2 separate regions of the Canis lupus genome follow, and region 1 is linked to region 2. The links are chromatin contacts, called in public Hi-C maps. All regions are on one chromosome and are shown on one strand. The core of a region is the stretch at or near the end of the contact, and the rest is flanking DNA. Distances in the headings are between cores, read along the strand shown.

What was found. A called contact is a pair of places that touch in the nucleus more often than the background predicts.
Region 1: a contact with region 2 is called in a Hi-C map of blood, with 5 times the contacts expected there. The contact joins the enhancer-like site here to the promoter of DMXL1 in region 2. A contact is called at or near these places in 2 of 9 Hi-C or Micro-C datasets (both in blood).

Annotation. Positions count from the first base shown.
Region 1 is chr11:8,981,388-8,986,291 of UU_Cfam_GSD_1.0, forward strand. No RefSeq gene overlaps it. Among named protein-coding and RNA genes, the nearest start is that of HSD17B4, 5.0 kb to the right of the region's middle. Within about 2 kb of position 2,019, at least 1 of the 20 cell types and tissues checked has an H3K27ac peak or open chromatin away from gene starts, as enhancers often do. A contact at or near this core is called in blood, where this site is marked.
Region 2 is chr11:8,705,589-8,710,886 of UU_Cfam_GSD_1.0, forward strand. It overlaps DMXL1 (dmX-like protein 1), which reads left to right and starts at 1,622. Exons shown (of 46, transcript XM_038551873.1): 1 at 1,622-1,848. It overlaps LOC102153456 (a long non-coding RNA gene), which reads right to left and starts at 1,596. Exons shown (of 3, transcript XR_005366561.1): 1 at 1,333-1,596.

The DNA of each region.
Region 1 (4,904 bases), core at 769-3,268, 280 kb after region 2:
CACATGTTGGCTAACTTACCATTTCTTTGTACTTTTGGTTTCCTCATCTGAAAACGAGGGTAATGACAGCTTCTACTTTATCAATTGTTATGAGACCAAAGGAGCTAATATTTATAAAACATTTAACAAAGTGCTTGGAACGTAATGAACTCTGATAAATCGCTAAATTTGTCCCTTAGCACTTGCAATTATGTGGCATCATTTATTTATTTATTTGAATGCTTATCACCTCCCTTCTCTGGGATGGAAGATATATAAATCCAAGGACCTTGTCTATTTTGTACTTAGTGCAAAGAACAAAATGCCTGACTCACAGTTCATGAGTATTAATAAATAAATGTGGAACATATGAATATTCAAATCTTAATTCCTGCAGAGGGTTCTGTGTGCACAAGAGATACATTTAAAACTCCTTTTTAGTCCATGCTTTTAACTTTTATATGCTGGCCACCACTGGGGCTTTTCTCCATAGCTTGTGCATCTTATACTAGAATGGATGTAACTCCTTCAAGACTGCAGAACAGGACTGAGCCAACTGCTGTTCACTCATGTGTCTTACTTTTCCAAAGAGCACAGGATGCAGAGGTCAGTGTAGCAGCAGCCACCCTCCCATGATATTTATAAAAATACCACCAGCAGTTACACGGGCAAAAATAACATTTCCAGATCCCAGCACAATCCAGACCTATATTGCAGTTGCCAGCCAATTGATTTAGGATTCATCTGGGGAATGGAGAAAAGATAAAGCTTCTTGTCTGAGCTCATCAGCTTACCCATCATACTGTGCAAGTTAGCCAGGGTCTCGGAGTTGAGAAAATTCCAGTTGGGAAAATTTTCTGCAAAGAGGTTGTGCTTCCACATGCTCTTGCAGACATCTTGCAGAACCCAAAGTTGTGTTGCAGTCACTATTACCACGAAGATGGTGCTTTAGAGGCTCAGGAAAGGCACACTCACATAAGCTTTCCTTTTCCACAAGAGGCGTAAATATTTCTTTCCTGAAAATATCTTCTTACTACATGAAGTCTAATTTGGGCCATCTACCCAGAGCTCAGAAACAAGATATAGGAGAAAAAATTAACAAAAAATTCATTTGATTTCTACTTTCTAAGCTGAGCTTAAGAAAATGCCAGGTCTGATGGGGCTCCATTCCTGCTACTGGCAATGGGTCTGAATTTTATGCAAAGTACAGATGCTCTGGTCCCCAGAGAGTTCCCTGTGACTCAGAAAAGAAATTTCTATCACCATCCAAAGCTTGATTCTGACTTAGGCCCTCTTAGTTTCTGGAAAGCCTGTGATGACTGAATGAATTCCCAAAAGAATCTATTCTCTTATTAAATTCAGCTACTGTGGTTTCCAAGTGCTAAATCAGCCTGCACAGCTACAATCTCAAACCAGCTGCCTCTTAGTGACACCTTAAACCAGCCATGGTGAATACTGAACTTTTCTTTTCTTTTTTTTTTTTTAGTTTTTATTTATTTATGATAGTCACACACACACACACACACACACACACACACACACACACAGAGAGAGAGAGAGAGAGAGAGGCAGAGACATAGGCAGAGGGAGAAGCAGGCTCCATGCACCGGGAGCCCGACGTGGGACTCGATCCCGGGTCTCCAGGATCGCGCCCTGGGCCAAAGGCAGGCACCAAACCTCTGCGCCACCCAGGGATCCCTGAATACTGAACTTTTCATTATTCCTTGTCATCTTTTAGTTCTGGATGGTGCTTCTTATACTAAACACCAGTATATTTGGGGTTCCTGTGGACCTTTCCCTATTTCACATCCCAACCTCTGCAAGTGCAGGTTTAGAAAAATTACGCCTGCAGGAAAAAAGAAAACATATTACAAAAAAGTATACGTTTGTCCTAATGCCCAATGCCAGGCAGGCCTAGGCTGGCTGCTCAAGTGATCATGTAGACCAAGCTGCCATCTTAGGAAAGAAAGGACAGGAAGGAGATGGCTGAGTCTCTTACCAGTTGAGAAGCGGGCTTGCCTGGTTTGCTGAGCCATGTGATAGCAGACAGGAAGCAGAAGAAAGCCCACTGTGTAGCTGCAGGAAGTGAAAGAGACATGGGGCTTGGTTACTGCCTTTAGAGCACGGTATCCTTCCTCACCCAGTAGTAAATGTGGAGCAACGTGTGTCTCCTTGGCCATTCCATCAGGGTAGCTATTCCTCCTTGTTTGGGGGATACATATTAATTGGGGCCATATGAAAGAGGGACTAGATATGTCCTCTCTTTCATTGTTGTTAAAGGTATTCTCCAACAATAGGAAGTGGCTTCAGTCTGGTAGCAAAAAGAATACCCGTTCATTGCACTGTCCTATCTCTTTGTGTTGTCCCCACTCCATACACCATTAGGACTAAGCCATAAATCATCGTGTCTCTCTTTGAAGTGTAACCCCTTAGAAAAGAGGTATCTGTAAGGTGGGAGTAAGGAGTTCTGACCAGCAGGAAAGATTAAGTAGAATTCTCACTGGGGAAGAGGTTGGAAAAAGAGGAGGAAGGTAGCTGATAGGGAATGTGGTTAGCATGGGGTCTTCAGGGACCCAGGATCCCTTGTTCCCCTCCTGGGCCTGAGTTTGAAGAAATGAGGCAGTGAAAAGGACAATTCTGACTCTGAGAAGTCACTGCCATGCAAGTGACCTTGATTCAGCAGGGGGTAAATACAGCAGAATGGCAATGGCAATGGCCTTCATTTATGGGATGAGGGAGCCAAAGTTCCTATTCCTGTCTCTTTTAGCTCCTGGCTGGCATAGAAGAGATATACACATAAATATTTTTAGTTTGTTTTAAAATTCTGCTTGAATAAATTTGCTATATACTTTTATAAATGTAGCCTTACATAGAAGTTGCTAAAATAGTTCAGAGTGAGAAAGCACACACAGCAGATTCTAGGACTATCTAAGCCCATGCACTTTATCAGTAGCTGGAGGGAAAGCAGAGGCCAGCGTGGCTTTATGGTCCACGCCTGCCTCCGTCAAACTTTTTCTCTATGTTAAGGTGACATTTAGGCAAGAAGGTGGAGAAAGAAATCCTGAAAGATTAGCATTTCCCCCAACAAACCAAGTTACCTTTAACTGGCAAGTCTAAGTGTCCTTTTTTTGCCTCCCCTCCCACAAGCAGAAGCACTTGAGAGCGAGGTAAGACCACTAGAGAATAGTCTACACTTCTATAGCAGCACCCTTGCAGTGTATTGAGTCATACACTAATATATATATCGTTCTATTTCCAAGATTATATGTCCTAAATCAGCACCATCTCCCATATTCAAGACATATTTATTTGGGCACTCACTATACCAGGCACTAGCATTTACTCATGCCCCATGCCCGTTTGCCCTCGTCTGGGACAAGCGAGCACCAGTCGCGAGTCTTGAACATGTCGGACTGGCACCCCAGCAACGGCTGAGAAACCCTTCCTTCTCACTCCTATTGACAAGCCTTAGGTTGAAAGCACTTGATCCTAAATTACAATTGGGTTGATTTTGCACTTCCATTTCTGCAAGTAGGAATAATAAACCTAGCCTTTGTTTTTTGCCTTGTACTTTTTTTTTTTTTTTTTTTTTTAACAGAAGAACTGGGTTATTGGATTCAAAGAGAAAGATGAGGGATCCCTGGGTGGCGCAGTGGTTTGGCGCCTGCCTTTGACCCAGGGCGTGATCCTGGAGACCCGGGATCGAGTCCCACGTCGGGCTCCCGGTGTATGGAGCCTGCTTCTCCCTCTGCCTGTGTCTCTGCCTCTCCCTCTCCCTGTGTGACTATCATAAATAAATTAAAAAATAAAAAAAATAGGTGAAAAACCTGCTAATGATTACCTGATATTTTATAAAAAAAAAAAAAAAAAAAAAAAAGAAAGATGACAACACAGGATGGAAACAGATATCCAGCCATTGGCATCTGGGCCCCGAGGACAGCAGAAGCTGGGTGAAGTCGCCAATGCACCTCTCTTTAGGCTTCCTGGCGGGATGGAGCTTGAGGAATTTTGTCTGTGCTCAGGGTCGCCGCAATTCCGTCCTTCGCGGGTACGGAGCAGGGACCAACGTTGGCTGCGTTGTCACACAGGCTTGCTCTTGAACCTAGGATTCCCATGTGGTCAAGCGTCAGGCTCGCTTTTACATCTTGATCGGAGCCTGTACTCGAAATGCCTGCGGACAAAGGTCAGGCCTTCCTCGTGACCAAAAAGCAAAGACTTTTGTCGCTGGCCTGCACGGAGGAGCGTCCGGAGCCGGGAGCCTCGGGGAAGGCAGAGGGCGGGGCCGGGAGGAGAGAGCGCCCCCCGGAGGCGCGTCCCCATTGGCTGGAGGCGGCGATGGGGCGGGGCCAGGGGCCTGCAAAAGGCGCTGGAAGCGGCTGACCTCTTTCTCCGCACTCGAGGCCTTCCAGTCTCTGGGGTCCTGCGCTCTCTGGGCTGGCTTCCTGGGTTGCAGTGAGCACCAGAATCCAGGCGGATTAAGACGGATATGGACACTGTCTAAGAGAGCAAGGTGCTAGTTCTTTCTGTGAAAGAAAGGACTGCTCTTCGGGACTTGGGCTTGAGTTAGATAGGAACTTCTCGTGCGGTCTGGGCCGTGAAACCAATCTCCGTGCACAACTAAGAACCACAGCTCTCTGTGCACAACTCCAGCCACAGCGTCACTTGGCTTCCCAAACGCAGTTTGCCCCCAAATCGTGCTCCCTTCCAAAGCTGTTCCTTGTTGATGAATGCCACCCTCCCCATAACCTAGGTTCTCAAGCCACGAATATGGGGTATTATTTCCGTTGTTTATCCCTCACATTCACGTTCAATTAATCACTAAAACCTGACTCTATTTTCAAAAATATCTCCTGATTTTCCCTCTACAGGCTTTTCTCTGCCTTATTTGATTCTTTATAATTTTTCTCTAGTAGGTTTCTGCTCAC
Region 2 (5,298 bases), core at 372-2,871:
TAGGTCACTCAGTTTCTTTTATTCTGTTGTACTGCATGCCCTTGAAAACCAAAAACTGATCAGGATAGAATGAGTAAATATGTTGGGCCACATACAATTTTCGTGGGACACAGAAAAACTTCATTTAGAATCTAAAATATAAAACTGACTTAAAGCCACTTGGAATCAGATTTCAATTAATAATTAAAATAGAAATTAAGTTTATGTTAGATCTCAATAAAATGTTTTTTTTTAAAGACAAATTAAGTTTTAAGTCTTACTGTTTTAAAGAGATTGGGACAAATAATAGAATCCATTTACATCTTTCAAATTAAAAAAGAGGGGATGGCTCTTAAACTTTTTTTTTTTTTAAGATTTTATTTATTTATTTATTCATGAGAGACACAGAGGAGTTAGAGACACAGGCAGAGGGAGAAGCAGGCTCCATGCAGGAGCCTGATGCGGACTGGATCCCAGGACCCCAGGATCACGACCTGAGCCAAAGGGAGACGCTCAACCACTGAGCCACCCAGGTGCCCTTAAGCTTGTTTTTAAAGTAAGTTTCTATTGCAAAATAAAGGTACATCGCAAACATTTTTGGCAAAGCATAAAGAGATAAAACTAATACCCTCCCATCCAAGTATTAGTATGAAAGTTTTTTTTTAATGCCACAACAAAAGTATATAAAAATCAATTTAGCAATTTTTAACAAACTACTCTTTTTAGGTGGAGAATTCCTATTTACATTCATCGATTTATCATGTACTCAACACCTGCCCTGGAACAGGCGCCGCGCTAGACACTCAAGATACAGAGACGGAACGGACAGTCAGAGGCTTAAATATATGCAAGTAAATGTATAAATAGACTTTGATCAATAATAACACAAAACTTGTGTCTGAATATACTGAAGGTATCTAGCTGTCGCAACTGTTAGAGTAATCATTTTGGATTCCTTAGTTTTTGTTTTTGCGAAACAAACTCTCAACCTAGGGCTGGTGCAGTAGTGGTACGAGCACTACTTCAAAACCTTTGTTAAGGAAAACTTAGCCGAAAACGCTTCACTTTAACAGTTGTCGAGTATTAACGTCTTCCAAAATCACCCTGCTCAGCGCGTCGGAAATGCGCGGAAAGCTGGGGAAACCATGACGCCGGGACGGAGGACGCAAGAAGGGTCACTTCTATTTCGAGTCCCCGAAGGGCCGCCTCGGGGAGCGGTGCTTGTCGGGACTTGTAGTCCAACCAGAACGGAGGACACCGCAACCGCATTTATAATGCACTTCTTCCTTTCAGGCAGGCTTTCCGACCCGACGGATTAAGCCCTAACCTAAAGCATAAGCGGAGTATCCCCACCTCGTTCTAGGCTCGCTGCGTTTTCTTCTAAGCTCCTTTCTGCTCAGCACTCAAACCGACGGACTCACTCACCAGCCTCGAAGGGATTGGCCCGTCCTCCACTGGTGGGCGGGGCCGAGGCGGACTGGCGCTCGGGATTGGCCAGCATCTGACTAGACGAGGCGTTGGCTTCTCACACTTGCTGATCCGTAAACTGTGGTAAAGAAGTGAGTCCCTTCCCGCAGTACCCCTCTCCGCCGCGCGAAGTCTCGCGGTACTTCGGCCGAGGGGACCTAGCGACGCGTAGTGAGCGGCAAAGGCCAGTGGGGGTGGCGGGCACCGGAGCCGGGAAGGGACAGGTCAGACGAGGAAGGCGGGCGCGCGTGCTGCCTGCGCCACTGAGGCTGGGACTGGGCCGGCCGCCCCGAGCCCAGAGGAAGCGTGCGGACGGCGCGGCCCTGCCCCGGGGAGTCGGCCTGGGGCGTCGGCCCTTGAGTCGACCCGGAGCTTCACCTGGGCCCGCGCGGGCTGTGACAGGTGCGCGACTGGCGCCGCGCGGCGCCCTCTCCGCGGCCCGCCCCCTCCGGGCCTCGGCCGCCGGGGCTCGGGATGAGCTGCGGGCCCCAGCAGAGCGGCTCCGGCTCCAGGCGCCTGTCGCGGCCGCCGTCGCCGCCCAAGAGCGGCCGCCGCCCCTGAGGGAAGGGGGGAGGGACGCGGCAGCCGACCGGGGCATGAGCCGGACGCGGCGTCCGTTGCTGGACTAAGGCGCGGACATGAACCTGCACCAGGTCCTGACCGGGGCCGTGAACCCCGGGGACCACTGCTTCTCCGTGGGCAGCGTCGGCGACCAGCGCTTCACGGTGAGTGGGGGGCGGGGGCGGGGGCGGGGGCGGGGGGCTCCCGCGAAGCCCGTGGCCGGTCCGCGCCCGGAGTCAGCCGGGGTCGGCCTCGAATCGCGGCGCCCAGGCCACGAGCGCCCGCCCGCTCGCCCCCCTGGGGTCCCCGGGCCCCGGCGCTTGAGAGCCAAAGGAGGTGGAGACATGTCCGGCATCGAGGCACTGAGTCGGACCTTAGAAGGTTTTGTAGGGTTTTTAAAGTTTCTGGTCTGATGTCCGTGGACTCGGGTGGTTTTTACCAAAATAAAATTGTACAGAAATTGTTGTTGTGATGTGTATGGGGGCTTTTCCTTACCCTGTTCTGTAGGCTTAATTGGCCACATTTAGAAGTAGTTGCGATTGCTTTAATTTCTTGGTACTAATTTAAGATTAAGTATCTTTGTAATTCAAAAAAAGTGGGTGTCTTAAAACAATTCCTAATTGCGCTGAGTAAACAATGTTTTCATTTGCTTCGTAGTCACCGAGGAATAACTTTGAAAAGAAAAAGAAATATGTTTTTCACAAGTAATTCACTGCTGTCATCCTTTGAATTCCGTATGTAACAGTTTAGGAGTCCTGGGAAACTTTTTTATTTTAGATTGCGCACATTAATTACTAAGACTTGCATTACAGCTTTTCAATAAAACTCTTCTGGTAATGTTACAGGAATTTTGTATCTGAGTTGTGCTTCTAGATCTGTGACAACCAAATACTTTGCTCCCAAAGTCTGTGCTTCGACTCTGGACAGATTCGTACACACCTTAGCTTGCATTTGACACCAGCAATTTTGAGATTCTTTTTTTTTTTTTTAAGGTTTTATTTATTTAATCGAGAGAGAGAGAGAGAGAGACAGAGGCAGAGGCAGAGACACAGGCAGAGGGAGAAGCAGGCTCCACGCAGGGAGCCCGACGCCTGACGTGTGGGACTCGATCCCGGGTCTCCAGGATCACGCCCTGGGCTGTAGGCGGCGCTAAAGCGCTGAGCCACCAGGGCTGCCCAATTTTGAGATTCTGATGCTAAATGTTAATGAAGCCTGAATATTCAGGGGAAGCGTGAACTCTGAGGGTCTCTGTGAGTTACTATAAACTCCCTGTAGCTGGACATTGCTTTCTGCTTTTATTACTAAGAGAAAAAATAAACAGCATCCTAAGGAGGTTTTCCTAGTGGGAGATTACTGGATGGCGACATCTCCTATAGTTACATGAAAGCTATCTCCAGTGCAAATTCTTTAATTTATTAAAAAAATTTTTTTTAAAAATTTATTTGATGTAAAGAAAGCATGGTGCACAAGCACGGGGAGCGACAGGGAGAGGGAGAAGCAGGTTCCCCGCTGAGCAAGGAGCCTGACTTGGGGCTGGATCCCAGGATCCTGGAATCATGACCTGAGCCAAAGGCAGATGGTTAACCATCTAAGCACCCAGGAGCCTTAAAAAAAAAAAAATTATTGGGGATCCCTGGCTGGGTGCCTCAGCGGTTTAGCGCTTGCCTTTGGCCCAGGGCTTGATCCTGGAGTCCCGGGATCGAGTCCTGCGTCGTGCTCCCGGCATGGAGCCTGCTTCTCCCTCTGCCTGTGTCTCTGCCTCTCTCTCTCTCTGTCTATCATGAATAAATAAATAAATCTTAAAAAAAAAAAAAAGATTTTATTTATTTACTTGACGCAGAGAGCCGGGCACAAGGAGGCGGTGGGGAGTGGGAGAAGCAGGTTACCCCCGGCTGAGCAGGGAGTCTGACCTGGGACTCTGTTGCCCTGGGATCAATACCTGCCTGAGCTGAAGGCAGATGCTTAACTGGCTGAGCAACCCAGGTGCCTCTCCATTGTAAATTCTAACAACTTTTTCTAAGAAGGCCTTTGGAATCTATGCCATAATGTGAACTTCAAAGCACAATATACTGGCCTACTTATCACCTAGATGACCCCTCTGAGTGTATATAAAATCTTGGTGAATGCCTCTGTGTTATTTTAAAGAAGAGGTGAGTTAATGTGCCAGAAACTGTATATGGTTATTCTACACTGTCATGTAGCTTCCTCTGTGGTCTTATTTTAAAATCTATTGCCCTAGACTAGACCTTTTTTTTTTTTTTTTTAAGGTTTATTTATCTGTCTTAGAGTGTGTGTGTAGGTCTTATTTTAAAATCTATTGCCCTAGACTAGACCCCCCCCCCTTTTTTTTAAGGTTTATTTATCTATCTTAGAGTGTGTGTGTGGTCTTATTTTAAAATCTATTGCCCTAGACTAGACCCTTTTTTTTTTTTAAGGTTTATTTATCTATCTTAGAGTGTGTGTGTACGCAAGCAAATGTGGCCAGCATGTAGGGGGCAGAGGTAGAGAGAGTGAAAGACTTAAGCAGACTCCACCCTGAGCCCAGCAGGGAGCTCGATCTCAGGACCCTCATATTACCACCAGAGTCAAAACCGAGAGTGGAATACTTAAGTGAGCCACCCAGGTGCCTTTCCATAGACCAGACTTTAATCATCTCCTACCAAGCCTACTATAGATTTCTCCCAGATCTCAGGAAGGATTCTAGTAAATTATATAAAAATAATGTGATTTTTTTTTGTTTCGTATAAAGAGGTACAAGTTCTCTGTAATTTGGGTGGTAGTTTAAGGATTAATGATCGACTTCTTCCTTTATACCTAGTCTATCCTTGACTCTAACATTATGTTGCTAGTTCTGTTACAAATTAAGTTTCTTGCCTTCAGTTTCATCCATTTCCATCTTAATTTTCTCTCTTGAAATTGCCTGTATTTGTTGTTTACACAATGTATTTGTTGTTTACTCCTTGAATTCTGTTTTTAACCTCTTCTGATTTTGACTTCTTTGGTAGAAAGATAGCAAACATTAATGGTAGATGATATCCTTTATGTAGACTAAAAAAATCTCTAATTTTCAGTTTTACTTGAGGGAGGAACAGGAGATCTTGGAGGCCCCCTTGAAGAATGATTTTATTCTTTTGTGAAGACATCCTGTGTTTGTAATTCCTCCCTTTGCATGTTTGCTGATAATTTACCTGTTCTTGTTTTGAAAGATTACCAGAAATGAGATCCTGTTTTTCAAAGGAAGTCTGACAGGTTTTAAACAGAAATGAAATTGAATGCCAGCTCTCATGGATT